Linked DNA regions of Callithrix jacchus: region 1 is linked to region 2. A link is a contact called in public Hi-C data. All regions are on one chromosome and are shown on one strand. The core of a region is the stretch at or near the end of the contact, and the rest is flanking DNA. Distances in the headings are between cores, read along the strand shown. Region 1 holds the start of TTBK2 (tau tubulin kinase 2). Region 2 holds the start of CDAN1 (codanin 1).

The links. A called contact is a pair of places that touch in the nucleus more often than the background predicts.
Region 1: a contact with region 2 is called in a Hi-C map of skeletal muscle, with 3 times the contacts expected there. The contact joins the promoter of TTBK2 here to the promoter of CDAN1 in region 2. A contact is called at or near these places in 2 of 3 Hi-C or Micro-C datasets (induced pluripotent stem cells and skeletal muscle).

The regions. Positions count from the first base shown.
Region 1 is chr8:30,671,218-30,674,495 of calJac240_pri, forward strand. It overlaps TTBK2 (tau tubulin kinase 2), which reads right to left and starts at 1,748. Exons shown (of 14, transcript XM_078334051.1): 1 at 1,427-1,748.
Region 2 is chr8:30,495,389-30,498,784 of calJac240_pri, forward strand. It overlaps CDAN1 (codanin 1), which reads right to left and starts at 1,905. Exons shown (of 27, transcript XR_013520889.1): 1 at 1,794-1,905; 2 at 1,085-1,563; 3 at 649-855; 4 at 284-453; 5 at 34-147.

The sequences.
Region 1 (3,278 bases), core at 498-2,997, 180 kb after region 2:
AGGGAAAAAACATTTCCTAACATTCTATAATAAAAGAAAAATGTTAGAGAAATTTTCCTTTATAATCATGTTTCAAATGTCCCTTTCGGTGTCATGATAAAATCTTACCATATAGGAAAACATAAGCTTCTAAATCAAAGATTTCCTTCAATATGTCTTCAATTTGCATAGATCACAATATACCACACACATATTATTTGAAACAGTTTTTGACTTCAGATAAATGCCTCCATTAGTCCTATTAAGCTGTATTTGTCATCGTTACTGCTTCTTTATTTAAAAAAAAAAAAGGAAAAAAGCAGCAATAATTAGCATTCAATTCCCTCGATAAGTTAAAATCACTTCCCCCTTCTACCCCCAAATGAACGTTATTCTATTCCATTTAGCCAAAAATACAGTCAACATATCTTTGTGGTATATTGTGGCAAATCAGAATTTAGATACCAATGCAACTGTTATCAATGGCTCAGAACCAAACATTGTAACAAAACACACTGAGTGGATCCTCCCTCTGTGTGTGTGTATGTGTGTCTACATGTGCCCATTCATGACCCTCCCCCCCCACAAACTCAGTTTCTACTGAATAACAAAACATCTTCACATTGTTAAAAGCGTATAATAAAACTGTCCTCTCTAATGTTCAAACAAAGAACAATTTCTAAAGCGATGGGAGAGAAGAGTTAATACCAGAATTGCTGCTACCCATCAACTTTAATTCAAAGCAAAGTACAACTCAATGTCATTTTTACCTCTACCGTAGCCCCGACGGAAACAAAATTAACTTCACTGTAGGATAAAGTATCCTGGCATTCCAATGGATTATTTACTTCTCTGACTTGACAGAACATATACGCGGGTCTTTTGTCCCTCCCACAGCATCCCAGGGTGTCAACATCATCTCTGTCAAAGCAAATGACAAGTAAATCCCTCAGGTCATTACTTCAGCACCCTAAAGTACAAGAAAGTCGCGGCCTTCACTGTCGTTACAACACAGCAAACAGATTCTACAGTTCCATGTTCCTTTCCATTATAGTTGGGGAGGCGGGGTGGGAAACAAGCGCTCAGATTTCCTAGGAATCCGTGTTCGGTGCTCGTACCAGAAGTGGCATGAATACAAGTGATATGTGGGTCACCCACAGAGACAGACGCAGAACGAAGCTCCATGACCCTCCAAGTTCAGTGAAGACACCCAAAGCCTCGGGCAAAGCTGGGCAACAGCCTCCGGGGAAATGGGACAGAACCAGAACGATCTCCGGGGTGAAGAGTGACGGGGTCTGGCAGAAGCCCGGAACTTGCAGCGACCTGAGAGTCGCCGGTACCCTTCCCCTCCTCAGCAGGCTCGGTCATTCGGCGAGGGGTGCGGCCAGAGGAGGGGGTCTGTACTAGGGGAGGGCGGCGCCCTGGGGGGTCGGGGGGTGTGTCCTACCTGGGCCGTGGCGGACGCGGGGGTTCTGGCGGAGGACTCTGGTCCAGCTTAGGACCGGGACCGGAGGGGATTAACCCTCGGCGGACGGGACCGCCACTGCCTGCCCATCCCCCGCCGCCGACTGCGGCGGGACCCGAGCGCGGCTTCCAGGGCCAGCCGGCTGGGTAGTCCCTTAGGGTACGGTCCGCGTTTACTGGCGGCGGCGGCTGCTACTGCCGGCTCCCCCCAGCCTCTGCTCTTGTGCCAGCACCTGTTCCCCCTCCTGCCGCCGCCGCCGCCGCCTGGTCCCCACCGCTCCCATCGCCGCTGCGGCGACTACTGCAGCGCCCGCTGACCCGACCCGACGTTATTCTCCCCCCTCGTAACCCGACACAGCCTAGCCCACCTGCCCTGCCAGCGCGCACGCCCACCTCTCCGCTACAGGTGCTGATTGGAGAGTGCTTTCCGAACTCGCAGCGTCGGTTGGCTAGCCCCATTGCCTATCAAAAAGGGGGCGGAGAATCGGGTAGAAACCGTCTCCGCCCCCCACCGGAGTATTGCCGCTATCTTCAGGTTTGCCTGAGAGGGCGAGTTACCGGGAAAGGAGCAGCATAATGGCAGTGCGCATGCGCATAGGAATTCTGGGCCTCGTAGTTCCAGCCATAGCCTCAACTCCCCGCCTGTCCCGAGGGGAGAAGTAGGGCTTCCTAGACAAGTAGTTGGCGCACAGAGGTGTTCTAGCTCGACAGTTAAATTGGTTATAGAGGCATGGTTGTGACCCCAGGGTTGGGCTTTTCGGAATAAAATCGGAAATGCTTTGTCACGATACGAAATTACATACTGAGGCAGTCGCGATGAAGGGCCCAAATGGTGAGGCCCTGCAAGCCTTAAGGATCCATCCTCTTCCTCAGCACCAGCGCTGCCAGGATCCTGCAAATTGGCGCAGTCCCCAGAACCGCCTAACATGAAGCGAATCATCTTTGTGGGACCCGGGAAGGGCCTTAGGTGTGACGAGGAAAGGAAATGGGCACTTCTATAAACGAATGTCAGCCTGGAGACCGTCGTGTCCTTACGACTTCACAACCCAAGAACAAGATTTCATTCCCTTTGTGAAACACCGCTAGCTAAAGATTCAATGAGTAGCCCCGATGCAGACTAGTAAGAAATGCTTAGCAAGAGTATACGGGAGGTCCATAAAGACTTTCAAAGAAAAGCGAGGAGGGAGGAGCAAGGACGCTGTGCAAAATATGTTTCTATTTAGTGTTGATTGTGTCAGCCGCTTTGGTGAAGGAAAACCTTAAGATTAAGCGCCTCTCCCATCTTTGCCCACCAATGTACAGTAGAATAAACCCATTAAAACGGCTAAACAGCTTTCCTAAGGTTATAAAACTAGTGACAAAACCAAAACTCAGATCTCTCATACACCCCCCACATCTTATGTCCTTTCTACTTAAGAATCACAGTGACCCCCAGGAGTTTGCCATGGATGGAAAGAATGCAATGAATTATGAACTTCGTTTTACTTTAAATCCTTTTCTTCACTCAAGTGGCATTGTCATTAAAGCTGATTAAGAATATAGAAAGGTAAATGATTAATCCTATATTCAGTCTTGGAACTGTTCCTGTAGAATCTGTTTCTTCTTGTTCAGGAAGTACCATAGCCTCTTGACATTCTTTGAAAAACAGCAGGTGTCTCTATTGTCTGTCATGTCCAGACCCTTAGAACAAAAGCAGGACAAAATGTACATTAAAGGCAAGCGATGATGCAGGTCATCTTGTCCTGTGCAAACATAAAGATGTTGCCAAATCGTTTTTTATTTCTACTGATTAAAACCACAAGTTTCTTTTTCCACTACTATGTCTAATAGAATAT
Region 2 (3,396 bases), core at 655-3,154:
TCTAGACCCCCCCCTCAAAAGTCGCTCACTAACCTAGGGCACCAGGACTTAGTTCAAAGTCATTGTCCTTGGCAGTCACCATCCTCCGGGCAGTGAGGAGCTGAAAGACGAAGAAAAGCTCCAAGAAGAGGTTTGGTACGAGGTTCTCTAGATAGATACAAAAAGAAATCCCATGGTATGGGGCACCATTCACAGCCAAGGCTCAGTTCCACGTGCCTTATCAATTCTCTTACCCAGCAATTCTACAAGTATCTCCACTCCATCTCCCTATGCTCTCACTCACCCGCAATGCACGAGGAGTAAACAAGGGCTACCAGCTCCAGGCGCTGGCGGGAAGACACTCTGGCAGGGTCCGCAAGTTCATCTGTGAGGCCTCCTGTCCAGTTGAGGAGGGGCGACCCCAATTCTGGGGTAGGACAGGTTGGGGTAGGTGACTGCTGCAGCTGCTTAGAGCTATAAGGATAAAGAAATTTCATCAGCAGTCAGCTTGGCTTCCCTGCCGCAGCCACACTCAGGTCCCTCCAGAGAAGATACCAACAGCCCAAGAGACAAACCCAGAGTCCCCAAGAGGGAAATCATTTTCAGGGAAAAGCCCTGAAGATCCCCACATGGAGGAAACCGACATCCCCAGGAGCGGCCAGGCCATACCGCTCCTTCCTGAGCATCTCCCGCTCCTCTTGCAGACTTCTGCACCCTGGGGGAAGGCCAAGGCCCCAAGGGCGAGTGTCCAGGGCTGAGGGTTGGGAACTGGGGACACAGCTGATTGGGGGTGAGGTGAAGCAGGTCTTGGGCTTGGAGAGTGACCGCTCTTCGCTCACCGGAGTTGGGTTGATCCTGCGAGAAGGCTTCGTCCTGCTGAGTAGCCACAGGTTTTTCTCAAATTCCTATCTTCAAACATCTCCCCTCCACCACCGCAACAGCTAGATCTCTTGCAAAAAAAAAAAAAAAAAAAACCCCACAAAAACCCTCACCATCACCCCCAACCTTCTAACCATCCTCGCGCTATACACTGCGGAGCGCCGAGCCCTGAATGACTGACTCCCCAGAGCCTTCGTATGAGAGCTGTATGAGAGCTGAGTCTCACCCTGTAGGGCCAGGGGGAACGGAGCCTACTGGAGGGAACTCCTCCAGGTTGCTGAGGTTTGGTGGATCAGAGAGCGTGAGGCTGGGGCGGCTGGGGCTGCCAGAGCCTCTAAGCCTCCGGCTCCCGGCTCCGGGCAGGCTCTCCACGCTGACCCCCTCCTCCAGGCTGCGGCCTCCACGCTCCCGGGCCGGCCCCGGGACCCGCCTCCTGCCCCCGCGGCGGGCCACAGGGGACTCGGCGGCGGTGCTCAAGGCCTCGGTCGGAGGGAAAAGCTGGCTGCGCGCCCCGCGGCTGCCCCGCGGCGGGCCTCCCGGCCTCCCTGGCAAGGCTGCCGAGGCGCCCGAGGCCTTGGCGGGGGTCGGAGGCCCCTGCGGGAGGACGCGGCTGCTCTGCTCCCTCAGGAAATTCAACAGGAACGGTACGAATTCTTTCCGCAGGGGCCGGAGTGAGCTCAGTGCGGCCGCCTCCCCGGGGTTATCCTAGGGCAGAAGCACAGGTCAAGGGGCGAGAGGGTCAGCCGCCGGCCAGGGGCCGTCAGCTGCCTGGGTCGCTGGGCGCGCCTCCGGTGGGCGGCCCAGGCAGCGGCGCCCAGTTGGAGTGCACTGGCCCGGCTGGTAGTCAGGCGTCCTAGAGGAAGGGAACTGGAGGGCTGGACTCCACCGCGGGAACCGGCTTCGGGTCAGGCTTGGGGGCGTGTCAGCGCTGTTACCTTCGAACCCTGGGTGCTGCGTGCGATCCACCGCACGACGGCTGCGACCGACACCTCTTCTCGCAGCAGCGACTCCAAAACCGCCGCCATCCCGGTCTGGGCGCTGTAGGGCGACTGCGCAGGCGCAGGCGCGCCAAGGGCGGCCAGGGATGGGCGGGGCCAGCGGCGGGGAACGACAGTTGGTTTCGCGGGGCAGGGAGGGGCAGGGCCAGCGGGGCGGGACGGAGCCGGCTATTGCCCAGCTCCGGTCAAGGCCTCGTTGGGTCCTCAGCCCCCGCCAACAGGCCGATTGTTGGGAGGTGAAGTGCAGCTCACAACCGGTGGTGAGGCCCGCCTTGGCTCCCTGTTCTGGCCCGATGAGCGATCTGAGGAAGGGATTCGAGCTGGGAGTGGGATTGCCGCGGAACAGACGCCCCTCTGAGGAGACGCAGAATCCGGGAGAGAGATAGGTGGAGGAGAACAGAGCCAGCCACCAGCCTATCTTCTGCTCTAAGCACATTCTTCCAAGAGTTTAAGTTTTCCAGGTCCAACTGGCACCACCCCAGAGAAATTATAAAGTTAATCTAATCTTTCATTTTGACGTTTTTCTCAAAAGCCAATTTTAAAATCCCTTGGCCGAGCAGTACTCATCGGCTTTTCAGCGCTCACCATCAGCTAATTGACCATTGAAGACAATTAATTACTTCTAGGAGGTTTTTAATAATCCCCAGGCCACAACCCTTAAAGTGCCTCCAGCCACCGTGCACACATAATTGCTTGTTTGTAGCTTTATTTACTTAAATGGATTTATATGAGGTTAATATTTCAACTACTTTGCAGTTTAGATGTCAGTAAGCATATGATTAGCTTCTGGGAGCTCAAGGTTTTGTTTTGCTTTTTTTTTTTTTTTTTTGAGACAGGGTCTTGCTCTGTTGCCCAGGCTGGAATGCAATGGCGTCAGCGAGGCTCACTGCAGCCTCCGCCTCCTGGGCTCAAGCCATCCTCCTGCCTCAGCCCCCGTAGGGGGCTATTTCCAGCTAATGTTTTGGCGGGGAGCGGGCGGCAGATCCAAAGTACTGGGATTACAGGCATAAGCCACCATGCCCAGCCTGAGTAATTCCTTAATCTCCTTTATTTAAAGAAACACGAGAGAGCATTTTAGATGTTGCTGCTCAGTGAGAAATCAAGTAAGGGAATCCAGGCAGACAAAAACAGATGGCACTATCATTCCAGGTGAAACCAAACCAAGGGCGGTGAGGCAGTGCCCTTGTGAATGCCTCCTGAGAGTTCCTCTGATTCAAAGGAAGGTTACAGGCAAAAAGATGAGGGTGGGGTGCAGGAATTTCTCTAGTGGTAGAAGGGTTGTTTCCTACGGAGAAGGAAAAAGTACCTCCAGCCAGAATAATGGACTAAAAGGGGGCTTTTTAGTATTTTAATTTTATTACAGGGAAACATCTCCTAATATCCTCAAACCCCGGTTTTCACCTGCAGGGACAATGAACACTTAGTTTCTATTCAGTACTGGGCTGCTTTTTTTTGGGAACCTCTGGATGTGGTACTGCATTTACAGTAACACTGTCTGCTCCCAGTTGATCTTGTAACCTCTGGTGTATTCAATAACTTT